3 separate regions of the Mus musculus genome follow, and all the other regions are linked to region 2. Evidence: chromatin contacts called from public Hi-C and promoter capture Hi-C data. All regions are on one chromosome and are shown on one strand. The core of a region is the stretch at or near the end of the contact, and the rest is flanking DNA. Distances in the headings are between cores, read along the strand shown.

Region 1 (2,847 bases), core at 322-2,821, 2.6 Mb after region 2:
TTGAACTGTCTACGGAGCTGAGAATGTGTTTAAGCTCCTGATCTTGCCTCTGCCTTTCAAGCTTGGGGATTACAGGTATTTGTGTGCCACCACAAGTCCCAACAAATCCCATACCTGATCTTAGATTTTTCCTCTAGAACGGAGTTGTGCAGAGAACTAAAAACCCAGAGAGAGTCTACCCTAGTGGAATACTTTTGTAATCTCAAGCACCCAAGAAGGTTACTAGCTCAAGGCCAGACTAGGCAATGTATCAAGATCCATTCTGAAAATATAAAAGAGTTGAGGCTGTCTATAGCTAGCTAGCCCTGTGTTGAATTTCTGATGAAGAAAAAAAAAAATCCCAAGAATTAGAAGGCAGGGAGGGACATGTCAGGAGACTGTTGGTATTAGTCTTTTTTTTTTTTTTTTTGTCTGTTGTCCTCCTGTGTCACCAGAGAGTCTGAGGCAGTTACCACTTTAACCCTTTCTCTCCTGGAGTCAACATTGGCATGTGCCTGAGTCCTGCTTCCTGCTAGAGGATCTAGGGTTTGGAGATCTATGGAGGAGCCGGACACCCGCCCAGTCCTTGTCCAGCTTGATGTCCCCCTGCTGCAGGGCCTGTTCGATGGCGCTGGTGACAGTGTCAAAGGCCAGGTCGACATTGCAGTTGCTTTTGGCCGAGGTCTCCATGAAGCCCATGCCCAGAGAGGCAGCAAGTTCCTCTGCTTCCTGAGAGGATACGCATCGGGTGTTCAGGTCACACTTGTGGCCAACCAGTAAGAAGACCACCTTGTCAGGGCCCTGAGTGGATACGACCTCCTGGTGCCAGGCTTGGATGTGTTCAAAGGACTCTCTGTTCGTCACATCAAAGACCAACAGAACGCCCACCATGTTCCGGTAAAAAGACCTGGTGATGCACCTGAAGGGGAGTGTGTGTATAATCGGGAAAATTGTAATGGCTTTAAGACAGTCTTAGAGCCCGCCCACCTCCACCCCGAGATCCACAGGCAGCTTCCTGTGCCTGCATACAAGTCTTCCTTCCCACCCCTTGACATGTCTGCTTCGGCTCTCTGCATCTCTGGGAAAGTCAGAGTTTTAGTGCCAATTCTCTTTATGCTGCTGTTCCTCTAGGGCTGGGTAAGGCCTTTGGGGGTGGGGATGTGGTTCAAAGACCACAGCACAAGCTGGGGCTGGGGGCTTGGCCCACTCCGCGGAGTTTGAAGGATGAATGACTGAATAGGGAGGGGTGCAGGGTAGGGACCATGGATCCTTGCTTGAGCCCCTGCAGTTGGCACCTGTGAGAAAGGGTCCCCCCAAGTGACTGACATTACCCACTTCTCGCCGCACCTGAAGCACTCTTGGCCTGCGGTGTCCCAGAGCTGCAGTTTGACTCGCAGCCCAGCGGGTAGTTGCAGCGCGCGGCTGTAGAACTCCACGCCTACAGTGGGTTCGGGATCCGGCTCCGCCGCCCCCCGCGCGCCCGCCACGTAACACCGTAGCAGTGACGTCTTGCCCACCCCTGCGTCCCCGAGCAGCGCGATCCGAAATTGGTAGCTGCAGCCGGCCGCCTCCATAGGATCTGGGCTCCCCGCTGACCTCAGACAGTTTCTGTGTGGCTCCGCCCCTCTCCCCCCACCCCCACTCCCCCATGAGTCTGTTACTGGTACAGCATCCAGGAAGGGTCAAGATCTGGAGAACTTGATCCTGGAAGGCAATCCCGGATGTAGTTGGTCGGGCAAGACCTAAATCACTACCTCTGTAAAATGGGACAGTTACCACTTTTGCTTCACAGTATAAAGGAATTAAAAAGTCTTTAATCCCACAACTGGTGAGGTAGAGAAAGGAGGATCTCTGAGTTGGAGGCCAGCCTGGGCTACAAAGTTCCATCCAGGGCAGCCAGTGCTATGCAGAGAAACCTTGTCTCCGATTAAAAAAAGAAAGCCGGGCTGGTGAGATGGCTCAGTGGGTAAGAGCACCCGACTGCTCTTCCGAAGGTCCAGAGTTCAAATCCCAGCAACCACATGGTGGCTCACAACCATCCTTAACGAGATCTGACTCCCTCTTCTGGAGTGCCTGAAAACAGCTACAGTGTACTTACATATAATAAATAAATAAATCTTCAGTTGTGGCACACGCCTTTAATCCCAGCATTTGGGAGGCAGAGGCAGGTGGATTTGAGTTCGAGGCCAGCCTTGTCTACAGAGTGAGTTCCAGGACAGCCAGGGCTACACAGAGAAACCCTGTCTAAAAAACAAAACAACAACAACAAAAAAAAAAACCACTTAGATTCAGCTTTAGTGGACTATTTTAGGCTTAGGCTTAGGAGTCCAAGGCTCAAAGGTGTGGCTTGTCCCATGTGGCTTGTCCCAGGTCATACAGTGCTTCTTAGAGTCATAGTGACTCTAAGCCCATGACTGACTCCCTTGATGCCTAAAAAGAGACAGTCAGAAAGCCAGGATGACCCGGTTGGGTCTTGGGTTCCGTTTGGATGAAAGCTCACATGAGGCAGCACGTGTGCACTCAGATCTGGCTTCTAGAAGCGGAAGGAAGGAATCACAGCTGGAGTTTTGGCTGGTCCCAGGCAGTGTTTGTTTGTTTGTTTGTTTGTTTCAAGACAGGGTTTCTCTGTGTAGCCCTGACTGTCCTGGAACTGCTCTGTAGACCAGGCTGGCCTGCCTCTGTCACCACCACCCAGCATGGGCCTAGGCAGTTCTCAACCTTACAAGGAGGTGGTTACTCCACTCACTTCTACAATGGAAGAAACTGAAGCTCAGAGAAATTACATGGCAGGCCCAAGCTCATTCACTAAGGAAGACTTCAACAGCAGGCAAAACCCAGAGTTTTGTTTATTTGTTTGTTTATTTATTT
Region 2 (2,700 bases), core at 76-2,575:
GCACAGAATAGCCTCAAACTCACAACCCACCTGCCTCAGTCTCCCAAATGCTAGGATGACAGGATGACAGGCATGTGCTACCAGACTGTTATTTTTACTGCCAGTTCCCTTAATCCGGTTCACTGGACCAGTTTGGTAAGATTTTCAGAGCCTGAGTCCTGAGCTGCTCAGCGCTGGTATTTGCTGGATTTTATCTGGATCTGAGTCTCCAGACGCTACAATCTGGTCAGGTTTGAGACAAGTTTTCCCTCCAGGGCCCTGAGATCTAACTCAATGACCCACGGCCTGGCCTTAACGTCAGAATGGCCTTAGAAAGAGCGCTGTGGTTGGGAATCTCAAACTTAAGATTTTACAAAACTATATTCCCTAAGCTTAGTAGTCTAGCCTAAGATCCTAGGCAGCATCCTGCACTTAGCTCCCAAACCCTTAATCGAAGTTATAACTTCCTCAACTTCCTCACAGCAACACAGTAGCCTCCATTCATACACACGGTGCCCAAGCTTTCCTATCTCTGAAGGTTTTCTGACAGCTCTTCACAATATGCATGTCCAGAAAGCTGACTTCAAGCCCCAAACCGGAAGCTTTGTTCACACGCTGTTATATTTGGTTTGGTTTAGAACCCCCCCCCCCAACACACACCCTCAGCCCAGGAACTCTGCCCACACCCACTATCTTTTAGAAGCTCGGCACCCACATAAAGCCCCTAGCCCAGAAACCCCGCCCACACACAACTGTCAACCCCAAGACCCCGCCCACAAGCCGGGCAATGCTCTCTAGGACTGGAAGCTTGAATCGGAATGGACTCCCTTGGTGGGCTAGGTGTCCCTGCGGCCCCACCGCTCTCAGTGTAAACCCCTATAGTCCAGAAAATTCTCTCCCCCACCGGCAATCACAAAAGGCGAACCCTAAGCTCTCAGCCCCTCCCACCAGAGTGCCCGGCCCCCATCTGCAGACAGGAGAATTGTGTGCCCCAAAGAAAGCCTGAGCCCCTCCGAGCCCCTCTCCCTTTTGGAAGCTCCGCCTACCAAGCGGTGACCCGCCCCCTCAGGACCGGAGGGGCGGGGTCCCGCCTGCGCCGCGTCCCTTCCCCTCCCCCTCCCCCTGCCCGCGACTCCGGTCCGCGTGGGGAGGCAGTTCGCAGCCAGGCTCCCCGCTATCCCGCGACCCCCGAACGAGCCCAGCCAGCTCTGCTCACCCATCTCCTTCCCCCGGCGCTCTCCGCTCACCGCCGCAGCTCCTGCGGGCAATATGTCGGAGGCGACGGCGGCCGAGAGAGGACTAACCGCCGCAGCCCGGGCCGGGTATCAGCCGCACGCTCCCTCCGGCTGCTCAATTTGCATGCTAGGCGGGCTGGGAGTCGGGAGCGCGCTTCTTAAAGGGGCCGTTTGGACAAAAGCTGTGCTAACGCTCTTTGTCTTGCCTTTCCCCACGCCTTTCCCGCAGCTGCTGCTCAAGAGATTCTGGAGCGGGCGAACCCACCTCCCGTGTTTCTTCACCCTGTTCTGACTTAGAGGAGGACACCAGAGCGGCCTTTTGCCTCTAGTGAAGTCCTGTTTTTGTACAACACAGTCACCTCATACTCAGCGAGTCCCAAACTGGGCTTTCAGAACTCTTAGGCTTTAGTGTGCTTTGGCCCACCCCAGTCAAAATCTACGAGTCACTTCCCCTTTCCTCCAAAACTCTATATCCAATTTTTGGCCTCATCTTGATGACCCTAAACTCTATCCATTTCTCATGTTTGATTCTCATGTTCTCCACTGTTGATTTCACTGCCACCACCTTAGCTAAGAACCTGTGCCTGCCATTTTCAAATTTCGAAATAGTGTTAATGGGTATTAATAATAACCGCCTATTAGGGTTCTTAACATTTTAGAATTTGGTGTGCCGGAGAGAGGGAGGGATGCGCAGAGCAGTGGACTTGGGAAGACAACTGGTAGTAGTACTGGTTCTTCTACCATGTAGCCTAACACGTAGGCTATCGGGCTTGGCTACAAGAACCTTTACTTGCTGAGATATCTCGCCAGCCCTTTGATTTTGGTTTTTAAGACAGAGCCTCTGGTAGCCTGGGCTGTCCTTGAATTTGCTATGGATTAGAGGATGTCCTTGAATTTCTGATCCTGCTTCATAGTGTCGGAATTATTACTCTCACTATGACAGATTTATTCAGGGATGGAAATCAAACCTAATGCAAGCACAAATTATCTTGTAGGCATGGAAGATTAAATGAGACAATCCATGTAGTACCTGTTTTAATCAGTGTTAGCCATCATGTTTGGCAAACACTTAACAGAGGAAGCAAGTAGCTACTGTTATTGTTAGTGTAATTTCTTCCCTTGCAAGACTAATAAGCAGTCTATGGGGGTGAGGGTAGGAGATTAAAATTAGGGCCTCATACAGGCTAGGCAAGTGTTCTATCATTCAGTTATATTCTCAGCCTCATAAGCAATCTTTATATTATTGTTAAGTTTTTTTTTAATTTTATGTGAGTACACTGTAGCTGTAAAGATGGTTGTGAGCCTTCAAGTGGTTGTTGGGAATTGAATTTTTAGGACCTGTGCTCGCACCAGTCAACCCCCCTCACTGGGGCCCAAAGATTTATTATTATATATAAGTACACTGTAGCTGACTTCAGACACACCAGGAGAGGGCGTCAGATCTCATTACAGGTGGTTGTGAGCCACATGTGGTTGCTAGGATTTG
Region 3 (2,700 bases), core at 87-2,586, 2.7 Mb after region 2:
AGTCATGGTCCACGGGACTCTGAGAAGTCGTAGGAATATGCAGGCGCAGACTCGAAAGCCCAGCTTCATCTCCAACGTTGTGGAAAGGGACTGTACATCACCGGGCAATGCCCTAAGCTCCCGTTCGCCACTAGGACAGAGCCCGGGGAGAGTGACCTCCCGGGATATCCACGTTGGAATGTCTGGTTAGCACCCAAACGTTTAGTCAACTTCAACAGGCGACTACACCCCCCCCCCCCACACACACAGTGTATATCACTAATAACGTACACATGGAGCAGAAAGCACTAAGCCAGCCTCAGGGTGAACGTACCTCCATCAACAAAGTACCTGAAATCATTGACCGGGTCTGCAAGAGAAGACTTTAATCAGTAAGTTAAACCCTTAGAGTACTCGGACGCACCCCCAGATTGCATGACTTAAAAAACTGTTTCCTGCATGGTTTGTCTCCTCAGTCATGGTCCACAGGACTCTGAGAAGTCGTAGGAATATGCAGGCGCAGACTCGAAAGCCCAGCTTTATCTCCAACGTTGTGGAAAGGGACTGTACATCACCGGGCAATGCCCTAAGCTCCCGCTCGCCACTAGGACAGAGCCCGGGGAGAGTGACCTCCCGGGATATCCACGTCGGATAGTCATGGTAATGTCTTTTTTTTTGACAAAATGCCACAGGGTCCTTTTGCCAGACCTCCAGCTGGAGGAAAAACCCCAAAAACGCCTGTCTCCAGAGTGCTGTGACTACAGACTTCAGCCACCTTTTCAGATCTTGAAGCAAACAGAACACAACACCCCCATCGGAACCAAACTATCCAGAAATTATCTACCTAAAAAAGGGTCCTCTGAAAAATGGGAGATTAATGAACAAAAAACTGCAGAAATCCCGTTACAAGGTGAAGAGAAAGTATAACTGGGAAGCAAGGCGAAATGATTAAGTTAAAACCGAACGCTGGAAGGCGGCTAACACTTCAAATCACAAGGCAGGAACCAAAGACCCTGTCCTCTTAAAGTGAACATTAAAGGAAAGTGCGTAGACCAACTCAGTCTCCCAGGCAATAATCCTGCGAGCGTTGGGATCCCCGAAAGAAAACGGTTACTGGGCTCGGAGGCGCGTGACCTCACGCCATGCTCGGCTAGTGAGCCCGGCCTCCCACACCGGGTCCGCCCAGCCGCGACCCTGCCTGTCTGCGGAGCCCGTGCGGGACCGCGCGGGCAAACCCTCAGCAGCCGAGAGCAGCGCACTGTACTCACCAAGAACAAGCACACCAAGAGAGCGACGCCTAGAGAGACAGACCCGCGCCGACGCAGCCATATTTATACCTTAAGTAACGCCCGGAAGTCAGGCGTGGTCGACTATGCCTGCGCCTGCGCAGGGTTACGCTCACTTAGAAGCATTGGAAATGCGCTAAGGCTGATGGGATCGAGAACTTTTACCCTACTAAGGTGTTGGCGGTCTTAGCGTGAAATTGTTGAGCTTGTGAGGTTTGTCCTCTCGGCCTGGATACACTGGTATATGCAAAATGAAAAAAAAAAAAAAAGCCTAGAGAAATATTTTCTAGATTCCAGAGTTTGAATCTACTTTGTTTGTGGAAGGAACAGTTGATACAGAACATAGATGCTACAATTAAAAACTTCCCATGGAGGGGGCCTGAGAGGTGGCTTAGTGGTTAAGATTCCTGGTTGAAGGCGGGAGGGTGGCGCACGCCTTTAGTCCTAGCACTCAGGAGGCAGAGGCAGGCGGATTTCTGAATTTAAGGCCAGCCTGGTCTACAGAGTGAGTTCCAGGTCATCCAGGGCCACACAGAGAAACCCTGTCTCGAAAAAACAAAAACAAAACACTAATGCTGTTTCCCAGATTTTTAAGACATGAAATTAAGCCTGATGAATGTTGTTGTGAAATATTTATTTGAAAGAATGGCTGTCTGGGCGTGATGGTGTAGGTTTTTCTGTTTTGTTTTTTGAGTCAGGGTTTCTCTGTATAGCCCTGGCTGTCCTGGAACTCTTTGTACACCAGGCTGGCCTCGAACTCAGAAACCCGCCTGCCTCTGCCTCCAGAGTGCTGGGATCAAAGGCGTGCGTCACCACACCCAGCTCCCATTGAGCCATCTTGTTGGCTCTGCCCTCTCCTTTCTGACATGGTTTTTCAGACCTCAGTCTCTCTCCACGAAAAACAGTGGGCAGTGTGAACCTTCAGAACAACCTTCTGGAGATGTTTTAACCCCAAAGCTGCAGGAACAAGGGGAGACCTAATAATCTGGACCACGGGAACATGGGATCAGAGAAACATCCAACAAAAAGTTCTGACTACTGGTTTCTTTTCACGCTTAGGGAAGGGTAATGTGCCAAGTGCCAAGCAGCAAATGAGTCACTGCTGAGGTGCCCTGGGCAGAAACTGGGCAGCCTGCCAGAGAGGACAGGCAGTACCAGCCACTCTGGTGACACCAGCCTGGTGACACCAACCTGAGGTTCATTCAGCTGTGGGCCATATTGAGTTAATCCTTGTAAGGGACTGTTGAAACTCCTTGTTCTCAAACATATGTAAAAATGGCATTTGTCAGCTGGGCGTGGTGGCACATGCCTTTAATCCCAGCACTCTCGAGGCAGAGGCAGGCAGATTTCTGAGTTCAAAGCCAGCCTGGTCTACAAAGTGAGTGCCAGGACAGCCAGGGCTACACAGAGAAACCCTGTCTCAAAAAAACAAAAA

What was found. Promoter capture Hi-C pulls out the DNA fragments that hold promoters and counts their contacts. A called contact is a pair of places that touch in the nucleus more often than the background predicts.
Region 1: a contact with region 2 is called in a promoter capture Hi-C map of hippocampal neurons, with 2.9 times the contacts expected there. The contact joins the promoter of Rab42 here to the promoter of Tmem39b in region 2. A contact is called at or near these places in 2 of 39 promoter capture datasets (hippocampal neurons and liver).
Region 3: a contact with region 2 is called in a Hi-C map of B cells, with 5 read pairs. The contact joins the promoter of Snhg3 here to the promoter of Tmem39b in region 2. A contact is called at or near these places in 1 of 39 promoter capture datasets (pre-B cells) and 1 of 484 Hi-C or Micro-C datasets (B cells).

What each region holds. Positions count from the first base shown.
Region 1 is chr4:132,301,785-132,304,631 of GRCm38.p6, forward strand. It overlaps Rab42 (RAB42, member RAS oncogene family), which reads right to left and starts at 1,572. Exons shown (of 2, transcript NM_001081651.1): 1 at 1,327-1,572; 2 at 410-898. The coding sequence starts at 1,553. The coding sequence ends at 478.
Region 2 is chr4:129,695,520-129,698,219 of GRCm38.p6, forward strand. It overlaps Tmem39b (transmembrane protein 39b), which reads right to left and starts at 1,326. Exons shown (of 9, transcript NM_199305.2): 1 at 1,196-1,326. The coding sequence starts at 1,199.
Region 3 is chr4:132,352,350-132,355,049 of GRCm38.p6, forward strand. Snhg3 (small nucleolar RNA host gene 3) reads right to left here and starts at 1,337. Exons shown (of 3, transcript NR_003270.2): 1 at 1,248-1,337; 2 at 314-349. It overlaps Snora73b (small nucleolar RNA, H/ACA box 73b), which reads right to left and starts at 177; the gene lies at 1-177. It overlaps Snora73a (small nucleolar RNA, H/ACA box 73a), which reads right to left and starts at 630; the gene lies at 426-630. RefSeq lists a cis regulatory region at 1,076-1,595.